Regions from separate parts of the Muntiacus reevesi genome. Here region 1 is linked to region 2. Evidence: chromatin contacts called from public Hi-C data. All regions are on one chromosome and are shown on one strand. The core of a region is the stretch at or near the end of the contact, and the rest is flanking DNA. Distances in the headings are between cores, read along the strand shown. Region 1 holds the start of ARMH3 (armadillo like helical domain containing 3). Region 2 holds the start of NPM3 (nucleophosmin/nucleoplasmin 3).

The links. Hi-C and Micro-C count contacts between places; a contact is called where the count stands out from the background.
Region 1: a Hi-C map of muscle shows a contact between it and region 2, with 2.9 times the contacts expected there. The contact joins the promoter of ARMH3 here to the promoter of NPM3 in region 2. A contact is called at or near these places in 2 of 3 Hi-C or Micro-C datasets (blood and muscle).

Annotation. Positions count from the first base shown.
Region 1 is chr2:145,347,739-145,353,454 of mMunRee1.1, reverse strand. ARMH3 (armadillo like helical domain containing 3) reads left to right here and starts at 2,721. Exons shown (of 26, transcript XM_065923189.1): 1 at 2,721-3,754. It overlaps HPS6 (HPS6 biogenesis of lysosomal organelles complex 2 subunit 3), which reads right to left and starts at 1,692. Exons shown (of 1, transcript XM_065920087.1): 1 at 1-1,692. The coding sequence starts at 1,594.
Region 2 is chr2:145,117,103-145,122,400 of mMunRee1.1, reverse strand. It overlaps NPM3 (nucleophosmin/nucleoplasmin 3), which reads left to right and starts at 2,683. Exons shown (of 6, transcript XM_065920086.1): 1 at 2,683-2,827; 2 at 3,126-3,211; 3 at 3,450-3,569; 4 at 3,688-3,781; 5 at 4,558-4,649; 6 at 4,728-4,815. The coding sequence starts at 2,710. The coding sequence ends at 4,640. It overlaps OGA (O-GlcNAcase), which reads left to right. Exons shown (of 16, transcript XM_065923177.1): 16 at 1-1,556.

The DNA of each region.
Region 1 (5,716 bases), core at 1,472-3,971, 230 kb before region 2:
TGCCATCTGGCTGGAGCTGCAGGACCCTGAGGATGGCACCCCAGGCTGCTGTAGGGAGGGCTTGGAAAATGGTGTTGAGCTGGGCCAGCTGGTCTCCCATCAACTCAGTCCTCAGCAGCCGTGCCACTTCGTGCTCTGCCAGCTCAGTCCAGCCGGCCTCCTCCTCATCCCCAGCCACTAGCTGGGCTTTGAGCTGTTCTAAGCCCCGGTAATCCCGAAGCTCGGCCCTCAGTGTGGCCAACAGTGCTGATGGGGACACATGGCCCTGGAGGATGGATGCCAGGGCCTGAGGTGCCCGGAATGTGCTGTTCTGTCGCAGTTCCTCTGGGGTGAGCTGGGCACCCCGCAGACTCCGTCGCTGGTAGTACTTGCTGGCCTCCTCAAACACCATGTCTTCAGCTGAAGGCAGCTCAAGGCTTTGTGGGGTTTTCCAGCCTACTTGAAACAGACCCACAGCTGAAAGCAAACGAAGACCCCCTCGAGTCTCCAGCTCTTCCTGATCTTCCATGCCAGGGGCGGGGGGTTCCAGCAGATGTACTCGGTCTGTACTCAGGATCTTCCTCTCCAGCAGCTGCCCACTGCCCATGTCCAGCAGTTCCAATGTGGAGCCCAGCACACAGGCCAGAGTGCCATGAAAGGTGCCCAGTGCTGCAGACCCTGCCAGGCTGGCAGGTGCCTCCTGCAGGGTGCCAACAGTCCGGGAGCCACCGTGGGGCTGTACCAGGCTTACGGTGCCCCTGAAGTCAAGCCACATCAGGCCCTGGGGAGTTGGGGCCCAGGTATGTACAGTCAATGGCTGCCTGGGGGACAGCAGTCCAGGAAGGCCTCGGAGCAGTGTCCTGAAGTCCCATGTGTCCCCTCTTCCAGGATTCAGGCTTTTACTGTGGGAGAGGCCAAGACATGGGGCGGTCACCACTACCTTGCCCTTGCTTGGGCTCCAGATGAGCAGAATATGACCCAAGCCAGGCCAGGTGGTGGCAGTGGGCACCAGGAAGAGGTCCTTGCGGGAGGTCAGCAGCCCGAAAGCAGGGCAGTGGTGCAGCAGTATGTGTGTGCTGCTCAGGTTGGTGCCGGCCTCCCCGCTGGGCTCGAGGGTCCTGACGCACACACAGTGGCTGAAAGCCACTGCGGGAGGCCCGACCTGGCTCTCAGCGCCGGCCTGCCGCTCCTCGCACCACACCAGGCGGCCTCGGGGCGCCGCCACGGCCACCACACGGGCTCCACCTCCAGGACACAGCTCGGTGCTCTGCAGCAGCCGCCAGCCGGGCCCCACCCCCGAGCCCCACACCTCTACTAGGCCACTCTCCCACACTAGGACTAGCGCCGATCGCGCCGGCCACGGCAGAAGGAAGGCGTCTAGAGGTGAGGGCTGGCCAGGCGGCCAGGCACTTTCCAGCTCCGCGCCGGGTCCACGCACCGCGACCAGCAGTTGCGGGGCTGGTGATCCCGGAGGTCGCAGCAACAGTAGGTGGCGGCCGTCTGGGCTGCAGCGAACTCGGACGGCTGGGTCCCCGGCTAGCAACTCCCGGAGCCGGGCCGCGCCGCTGAAGTTGCTCAGATCTGAGAGCAAGCGCAGAGTCCCCGCACGCTTCATGGTGCAGTCCGTGCCGGAGCACGCCTAGGCCCGCCGCACCTAGGGCAAGGCCCGTCTCTCAGTGCCGGGTTCCCGCGGGAAGTCGAGGATGGGGTTGAGACTTCCGTCCCCGGTCGACTGGGCGAGCCAAGGCCGGGTTAAGACTCAGCCCCGCCCAGCCCCGCCCCTCACGGCTAGCTCTAGACCAGCGTCTGTTTTACGCCCTGCCGGCATAACACCGCCCATCAAGGGGCTGGGGGCGGCTACAGGGGCATAGCTGTGGGAGGAGCCGCGAGAGCACCCAATGGTCTCAGAGCCTCCGGCCTCGCCAACCCTGGGGACGCTTTCAGAGGCTGGCTGCCTCAGGCCCCAGGAAGCCGGGGAGTGGCCCAGAGTCTGACTAAAGAATCCAGATTCCAGCCCTTTCAGTATCCAACTCCTAACGCTTCCCTTCCTTCCAAGCCACGCTCTCTCATTCCAATTTATTAATGAAATTTTTTATTGAGCACCTACTAAGTGCCTGGCTTTGGGGAGACAAACCTGAACAAAAAAGAAAACCTCAGCTTCCCGGAATGACAATCTAGTGGAAAAAACAATAGCTAGTACTTTCTTAGCAAGTACTGTGACTCCCACCCCCTTTTAAAGATGAGGGAAATGGGGGGGGGGGGAATGAGGGAAATGAAGCACAGAGAGATAAGGTACATTGACCAAGATCACACACCTATTAAGCAGTAGAGATAGAGGTAGGATTTCAACCACATGCAATCTGGGTCTAGGGTCATTGCACCAAACCATTTTATCAACAACCCATCCAAACTAACATTGTGCTAGAAAACAAAATTAAAACGTACTTTAATGGTACTGAGTCTGTGTGTAATCTCTTCAGCACCTACAAATTGACATGCAAGAGTTCTTTCCACCCCAGATTGCCTTCTCAGATGCTGTAGTATTCTTCTGTCCTCCAATTCCAGTCCATGAGCCTTGCCCCTCCCTCCCTTTCTGCACAACTTCCCTGAGAATTGCATCCATATCTGTTTCATCAGCCTCATTTTGTCCTCTTGCTCTCAGTATGGAGAAGGAAATGGCAACCCACTCCAGTATTCTTGCCTAGAGAATCCTGTGTACAGAGGAGCTTGGTGGGCTGCCATCTATGGGGTTGCACAGAGTCGGAAACGACTGAAGCGACTTAGCAGCAATAGCAGCTCTCAACATACAAACACTCGCCAGTTTGTCCTGTTTTGGAAGCCACTCTTTCATTCTTATTTCCCCCAACTGTCACCCCTATTACTCCTTCTCCCTTCACAATCAAGTTTCTTGCAGATTTAGCATTTGTTGTCTCTACTTTCTCTTCTTCCATTCATTTCTCAAACCACTACTTATCAGAAGCAGATTTTCCTGAGGTCTCCAAGGTATTTTAGTTTCCTTTTCTCTTTGAGACATTTGACAACTTCCTTATTGAAAGTCCCTCCTATAGTTTCCACAGCATTTTCTTCCCCTCTAATTTTCCTCCTTTTTAGATAGTACTATATCCAGAACTTTGTTATTGGTTTCTCTTTCTCCACCATCCTTTTAATGCTGGTTTAAAGTTCCGTTTGGGGCCCTTTTCTCTCTGCCCCCACCCCCCATTATTATTATTTTTTAACCCTCTTCCTAGACCATTTCTTTCCTTCTTGTGGCGTGAACCATTACCACTAGGACAATGGCTCCAAAATATTTATCTACAGCCAAGATATCTCTGCAGAATTCCAATAGAAGATATCCAAACGTCTACTAAATACTTTTGCCTGGATATTTAATAGACATTTCCTAAACATCACCTTCCTCCCCAAACTTGCCTATTTCAGAATTTGCCATATTTAAAGAAACTGCTAATTCAACTTGTATCCAGTAGACTCCTGATACAGGTTCCTTTTGCTAATTTCTTTCTCGCGGTGCATTTCGGGAATCGTAGTCTTTGTGATGCTTGCTGGGAATCGTGGTCCGAGCCAGCCTCAGGCAGCGGGCGCAGGCGAACCTATCAGCGGCAGACTTTAGGACCCAGCGGGACACGACGGGCTGGGGGGAAGGGTCGGGGGAGGTCGGGAGCGCGTCCGTGAGTCCGGAGCAGCGGCGGTATCGGTGGCGTCGGGAGCGAGCGGACCCGGGAGCGGCGCGGGTGGTGGAGGAGGAGCCAGGGGCTCGGTAAGCGTTGCCGGCCCGGGCAGGTTTCCGAACCTGGCCAACCTCTGCGGGTCCTGCCTTACTAGGCCTTGGCCCTGAAGCGGCCCTGGGGGCGGGGCCTGCGCTCGCCGGGGGGACTACGCGGGGAGAGGGAGGGAGGCAGGGCAGCTGCTGAGGCGGGCGGAGGCTGCGTGCGGCGGGGAGGGTGGGCCCCGAACGGCGGAGCGGAGCGAAGCGAAGCGAGAAGCCGAGCGCTCCTCTGGCAGCCGGTCCCTCTAACTCTCAGTGCCGCTTCGGGTCCCTGGTGGGCTTTCCTGGCAGCCGAGGCGCTGACCTTTGACCCGGCACGAGGCTGACCCGGACTCCTCAGGCTACCTTGAGAGCTTTTCTCCCAGGTTGTTCCCACCCGAGTGGTGTTCACCCCATCCGAGTGGCCTTCACCCCATCCTGGCCCTGAGGTGAGGGCGCGGAGTAAGACCCAGGAGAAGGGCTAGAGGAAGCCCTGTGTGCCCGAGTGTTCAGGTGTCCCGGAAGGGCTCCATCCTGTCCTGCTTTACAGTCTCTGACCGTCGAGCTTCAGCCCACCCTTCACACAAAGCTACCATGTTTTCTCTCGCTAACTAGGTGTGAACCGGGGAAACGAACCTGTTTCCAGTAAGGTGTAGGGAAGAAACAGGAAATAAAAGCTGGTTCCTTGGGGAAGGAGAACTATGGGAGGCTGAGGAGTGCTGCCTCTCGACGTGGAGAAGTAGAGGCTTGGGCAGGGCCCAGTAAATGTGGATCATCTGACCCGCCCCAGTTCCTCCTCTCCAGGAAAAGTTTTGCGTGTAGTGAGAGCTGTTTCTTTACTATTCTGTACTCTCACTGACTTTGTAAAGGAGGGCAAGTAGGGTTTTTGTCTGCTGTTAATTTAGCTCAAGTTAATTGGGATTATTTTCGGTGTGCCTTAGTTGGTCTTGTGTGCACCGTACCTCCTGTGTGAGGGCTTTTCCAGATATCAGATAAGTCTAGAAGAAAGGATGATTCTTCTTGTTAGGATTGTGAACGAGTACTCTTAATCTTTCCTTAGTGAACAGGGGAGCCTTTAAGGTATTCTCATAGGATGCTTAGGCATTGTAATTCATATACTCGTTAGACATTTGAATAGTAATAATAAAACCTCTTGAAAACTCAAAGCAGTGTTATGAAAGTTACTTTTATATAGAGCCAAGTCCAGAAATCCATAAAATTTGGGGAAACTAACCAAATAATAAATTGATCCAGGATATATGAGGGTGAACTCTATTCAACACACATTTATGGAGCACTTATCTGGGGTTAGATATATGAGTATCAGGCCTCTTGCCTTCGGAGATGGCCCACACTGTCTGTGGAGTGTGTTTCTCAAGATAAATCCACTTCTTACTTTAAAAAAAAGAAAGATGACTGTCTTTCTTCAAGAACATCAAAGAGACATATTCACATGAAAGTTGTAGTGCTGCGTGTTACATATCCATTTAAAGGAATTTATTGGATGTGAAGGAAATACTACCATTGCCTGGAGAGTCAGGGCAATCTGCAGGGAGGAAGTATTTGAGTTGGGTGTTGGAAAATGAAAAAGCTCCTGGGAAAATAATGTCTATTTCTTTATAAGGAATTTGAGCAGGTAAGGAAAAGTTGGAGACAACAGCATGAGTAAAGACATGGTGGAAGTCAGGAAAGAAAATAACATGACGTTTAAATGTCAGATTTATGTCTGACATAAATAAATAAATAAATCAATTAATTAAAAATAGTTAAAATATTAAATTAAAGTATTAAATTATTTTTAATATTTTAAATTTAAAATATTAAAGTATTGAATATATTAAGTTAAAATATTAAAAATAATTAAAATAAAATAAATAAAAATAATGTCTAAATTTGTCTGAAACAGAATGTGTGGTGGGGAAATTGCCTGGAGGTGAGACTGAAAAGAGAGCTGGGAGCCATTGGAACTTTTTA
Region 2 (5,298 bases), core at 1,434-3,933:
CTCAGGGTGGAGAGTCCAAGTGGGATGGTTATGGCATAGTTTAAGCTGAGGAAACGGTTTCAGTTTGGACGGTTTTTCTGCTTTTTTGTAAAGCCTTGGCTGGTTGTCTCATAGTGACCAATGGTTCAGGCAAGTTGTGATTTGTAGGGACAGATGTGCAGTTGTTTGTGGCAAAAGCCTAAAAGTGACAAACTTGTAAAAAAAAAAAAATGTATATAAACTAGCTGTAACCTGACTATCCTCTGTGTTTTTGTAATTTTCCTTTTGAAAATGAAAGGGTGCGGTTCAGAATGGCACTTTGAATAATGTAAATCAGTGGACAGTGAATTTTCTTTACTTTTGTCTTTGGTTTTGTTTTGTTTTTAAAAGAAGTTTTATTATTTTCAAAGTGCCTCCCACCTAGGGCTAGGCCATGACCACTTTGGGTATAAGAGCCTAACTTCATAGGACTCACAATCTGTTGCAAAGTGCAGTCATTTCTGGAAATTAACCTCAATGCAGGTCAGCATGTGAAATGGTAGTTTTGACATCTGGCAAGTAGGGTTTGGGGACTGATTGATCCCATTTGCCCACAGGTCAGTTGTCCTTTAATTTCAAGAGATTACTACTGGTTTTATTAAATCAGTCTTTAGTTCTTGCATGTTTGTATCTAATTTTTAAAAGAATGAGTACACTTTAACCAATGACTTACGGTTTCCCTTTTCTCTTTCCTTTAACTGCAGGTTCTGAAAGCTTCAAGTATTTTAATTTAGATTTGGTGTTTTTAAGGGTTCTGAGCAAATGCTCTTGCATTGAATCTTGCTCTGCAGGATTCATTTTCTTTTTTTATCATGGCTTACTGACTTCTCTGTAACAATGTTTTGTTACTTTGCTTCCCAGCAGTTTTGTATCAGCAGTTTAAGTGAGCTAAGAGGGAAGAGGGTCAAGGAGAAGAAAATTTAAAACATTTTCTTTCATAGATTTCCATCAGTGTAGGCTTTGAAAAAAGTCTTCTAAGGGATTGTACCTAGTGACTTTCAACCAAAGCCTGTGAGTGTGCAGCGAATGGGTGACATGAATGAAGGAGGGTTACATTCAGGGTTAGAAACCAGTAACTGGTAGCAGGATATGGAAGGTATGTTGTACAACTGGAACCAAGTTTGTATTTTCAAAGGCTGAGATGAAGGGAGGGTCTCTATCGGCTTAATGTCACTTTGTTTTTCTCTTTTAAGTACATTTTGTACACTAGTGGACATTTCTAGCATTTTATCTGGTGGATTCCATGGTCATCCTCCAGTGGAATCAGGATTTTCAGCAAGTTTGCTTGCAGCTTTATCTTTGTTTTTAATAATCAGTTTGGCTGGTATTCTGGTCACAGAGCTAACTATGAAACAGATGTCCAGGCCTCTAAGATCGTAAAATGCTGTGCTGTCTATCTTCTATGGTTATGGCTATTTATTATGGTTGGGATGATGTTTCATTGATTGTTTAGATCACAGCTCAGTTCCTGTAGAAAATGAACTGTATGTAAAACTATCTGAAGACCATACAAGAGGCAAAATAAAACTTGAAGTGAATGTGTGTGGTTGTGTACTGTGTAAACCTCCTCCTTGTTTTTGCCTCCTGCCTTTTTTCCTGCTCTTGCATTCCTAAGCAAGTATTCCTCCTTTCCAAAGCTGTTTCAACTTAAGGACTGGGTCTTAAAGGCGGTTTTCTCCTACTTCTATCTCTAGTAAAAGATTGCCTTCCATATTTTCCTCAAGGCAAGGCAAAAGATACAAGTAGACTCGTTTTGGCCAGGCCACCTTCCTGACACAGTTATAACCTGGGGGTAAATGAAGGCAACTAGTTTTGAGTTAGTTCATGCCACCTAATAGAATAAGGAAAATTGCCTGATTCTTTGGTCAAAAGGTGAAAGTTGAAGGCAGATCCCGAATTATGAGACAGAGTCTAAGACGTCAGTCAACGTTAGGCTGGACTAGTCTGCCTCTTGACAGGAGCAGCAATTAGCCCCACGCTTTAGCTAACTCCTCTGCTAGCAAGCGCCAGCATCTGGAGTTAAGTGTAGGTATACAACCGTGTGGATAGTGAGCCGCAGGATCGTTGCATATCCGGGAGTGGATGGAGTGGTTTGGGTACTAAGTAACAAGCTCAAAGTCTTGCCTCATGCTCCATTCCTTTGGAGGGACAGCAAATCTGTGTTCGCTTTTTTAAGAAAAACGACGCACTATATCTCGCCTTTGCTGGAAGAATTGGGAAGGCTTGCATTTTCACGTATTTAATGAAAGCTTAGCCTGGGGTGGGTGAGGGGAACACTTAGAGGCTCTGAGTGCAGAACTAGAGGAAATGGAGGCAGGAGCCTCCCTCAGAAAGTCTTGGTCGTTGAAGTGAGCAAGGACGTTAATGCCAAGCTAATGCTTGGCACTCTGCAAAGATATGCAAAGCAGACGCGACATACTGCGAGACTGCTTAAGGAGATGGTTGGATGGCATCACCGACGCAATGGACAGGAGTTTGAGTAGGCTCCGGGAGTTGATGGACAGGGAAGCCTGGCTTGCTGCAGTCCATGGTGTCGCGAACAGCCGGACACAACTGAACTGAAGGAGACGGCGATGACGCCTTGGACCCAGGGTGCCTCGCCAGCGTCTCCTTTAATAGGCGGGGCCGGAACCGCCGCGAGTCCCAGGCTTTGTACGTGTCGGAGGCGGAGCCGCAGAAGGCCCTAGCAGCATGGCAGCTGGCGCAGCGGCCGCCTTGACGTTTTTGGATCAGGAGAGCCGAGTCCGAGCTGGGGGGGTCGGCAGTCTGCAAGTCCCGGCCCCGGTCACTATGGACAGTTTCTTTTTCGGTATTGAGGAAAGGAGAGGCTGAGGGTGGTGCTGGGTTAGAAGCAGGGCTGAGGAACGGGAATGCAGACGTGGGCACGCCGTGGGTGGGGGCGGAGGGGGCCTCCCGCGGCAGCCTGAACCGGAGGGGAGAGCCAGGCTCCTGCCCTAGTTGTTCGGGGTGGGCCCGGGCCTAGCGCTCCAGAGGTTCCTGACACGTGGCCGTGTGAATGGCCGGTTAGTCCATGGCTGCAGGTGAACGGGATTTGGTGAAATGCCCTCCGCACACTGAAGCACATTCACACTGTTAACCTCTTCCAGGCTGTGAGCTCTCAGGCCACACCCGCTCTTTCACCTTCAAGGTAGAGGAAGAGGATGACGCGGAGCATGTGCTGGCTTTGACCATGGTAAGGGGCGGGGTAGGGGGAGTGGAGGTTAATTGGTTGACCTAAACAGGCTCTACTCGCGTGTCTATTCTTTCCCGCTCTATTGGGAGTCATCTACTCTGCTTAATCCCCACGTAGGGGCTCCCCTGGCCAGGCGATCCAGGGACCTCGGAGGCTGGGCAGGTTGTAGGGTAGATGCTTCCACTTGTGGTGTCCACCCTTATTGGGGGAGACTCCGAGGCCCTATATACCTTCCCAGCTCTGCCTCACCGAGGGGGCCAAAGATGAGTGTAATGTGGTAGAAGTCGTGGCACGGAATCATGACCACCAGGAGATCGCAGTCCCTGTGGCCAACCTCAAGTTGTCCTGCCAACCGATGGTGAGTTCCCTGGCCATACCTTGGGAGGCTGGGAGTTAGGAATTGAGGACTTCAGGACTTCACGCAAGGTGGGATGGGCTAGGAATGGGCCAGGCCTTCATCCTTGTCTTTCTCCCAGCTCAGTTTGGATGACTTCCAGCTCCAACCACCTGTAACCTTCCGCCTGAAGTCAGGTTCTGGCCCTGTGCGCATCACTGGGCGGCACCAGATTGGTGAGAATTTTCTCCTTTGCCTCCAGTAGACTCTCCATCTGGACTCCTACCCCACCCCAGCCATATCTCCCAGTGCAGTTCCCATACAGACCCTGGACTTTACTGCTACTGCTGCAGCTGCTAAGTCGCTTCAGTCGTGTCCGACTCTGTGCAACCCCTTAGACGGCAGCCCACCAGGCTCCGCCGTCCCTAGGATTCTCCAGGCAAGAGTACTGGAGTGGGTTGCCATTGCCTTCTCCGAGGACTTTACTACTTTACTACTCTACTACTCCACTTTAAAGATCCTCCACTTTGCTACTTCAGCTGTTCTTCACGGAACCTACCCCAGCTTATCCAGCTCCACTGATGTGGACTCCTTTGAAAGTGAAAGTGAAAGTCACTCAGTCGTGTCCGACTCTTTGTGACCCCATGGACTGTAGCCCACCAGGCTTCTCTGTCCATGGAACTCTTCAGGCAGGAATACTGAAGTGGGATGCCATTTCCTTCTGCAGGGGATCTTCCCGACCCAGGGATCAAACCCAGGTCTCCCACATTGCAGACAGACTCTTTACTGACTGAGCCACCAGGGAAGCCCTTTGACTCTTTGTTATCTAGTTTAGTATCTGAGGTTTTTCCCATCTAGGCCATAAGCTTTGGGAGGTCAGAGTCCCTGCAAGCCTAGAGCCACAGGGCATGAATAAATGACATGTAGTATGAAGGGGGTGTGGCTTTAACTTCTCTTCCTCCCTTGACTGCTTGTGTACCAGTTACTATAAGCAATGATCTTTCTGAGGAAGAGAGTGAAGAAGATGGGAGTGAGGAGGAGGAAGCTGAGTTATGTCCTATCCTCCCTGCCAAGAAGCTGGGGCGCAGGCTCTAACACTCCTTGGTGAGTTGGAGGGGCCTGGGAGGGGACAGGAGGAGCATGTTTGGACATCGATGCTGACCCCTGGTTTGCTCTCTTCAGGTCAGCTAGCTGCCTGCCACATGCACCAGGTTCCTGGACAAGTTTCAAGAACTTTGTATCTTCTCCATTGAAGAGGGTTGGGGGCAGGGGCGGGGTTGGGGGTGGGGGTCTTGGTCTGGTGTAAGGAGAACGGGTGTCCCATTCTCCAAAGGACCCTGGTGTGCTAATCCTGTACTTCACCCCAAGCTTCCCTTTTCTCCAGGAGTGGGAGGAACTCTGAACTTCTATCCTGACCTTCTCTTCCCACTTGCCTATGAGGTTGGAGGTCAGCATCTGAAGCTCAGGACTAAACATTTTTAATATTTTTTACATTTTTGGATAAAGTTTGAAATAAAATGCAGATGAGGGGTTTTTTGCAACTCATTTGTGTGGCTTCTTTCCCTCCTGGGGTGGCATTCCCCTAGGGACCACCAGGTGGCACTGTGGCAGCACAGAGGGTGGCCCTGGACCTGGGGAAGGGTGAGGAAATGTGGGATCCTGCTACTCCCAGAGCGCTGGGACTAGCCCAGCCCTGGGCCCCAGCTGCCTTCCTAGATGAGGACCTCCCAACACCAAGCCCCTTCCCAGTCCC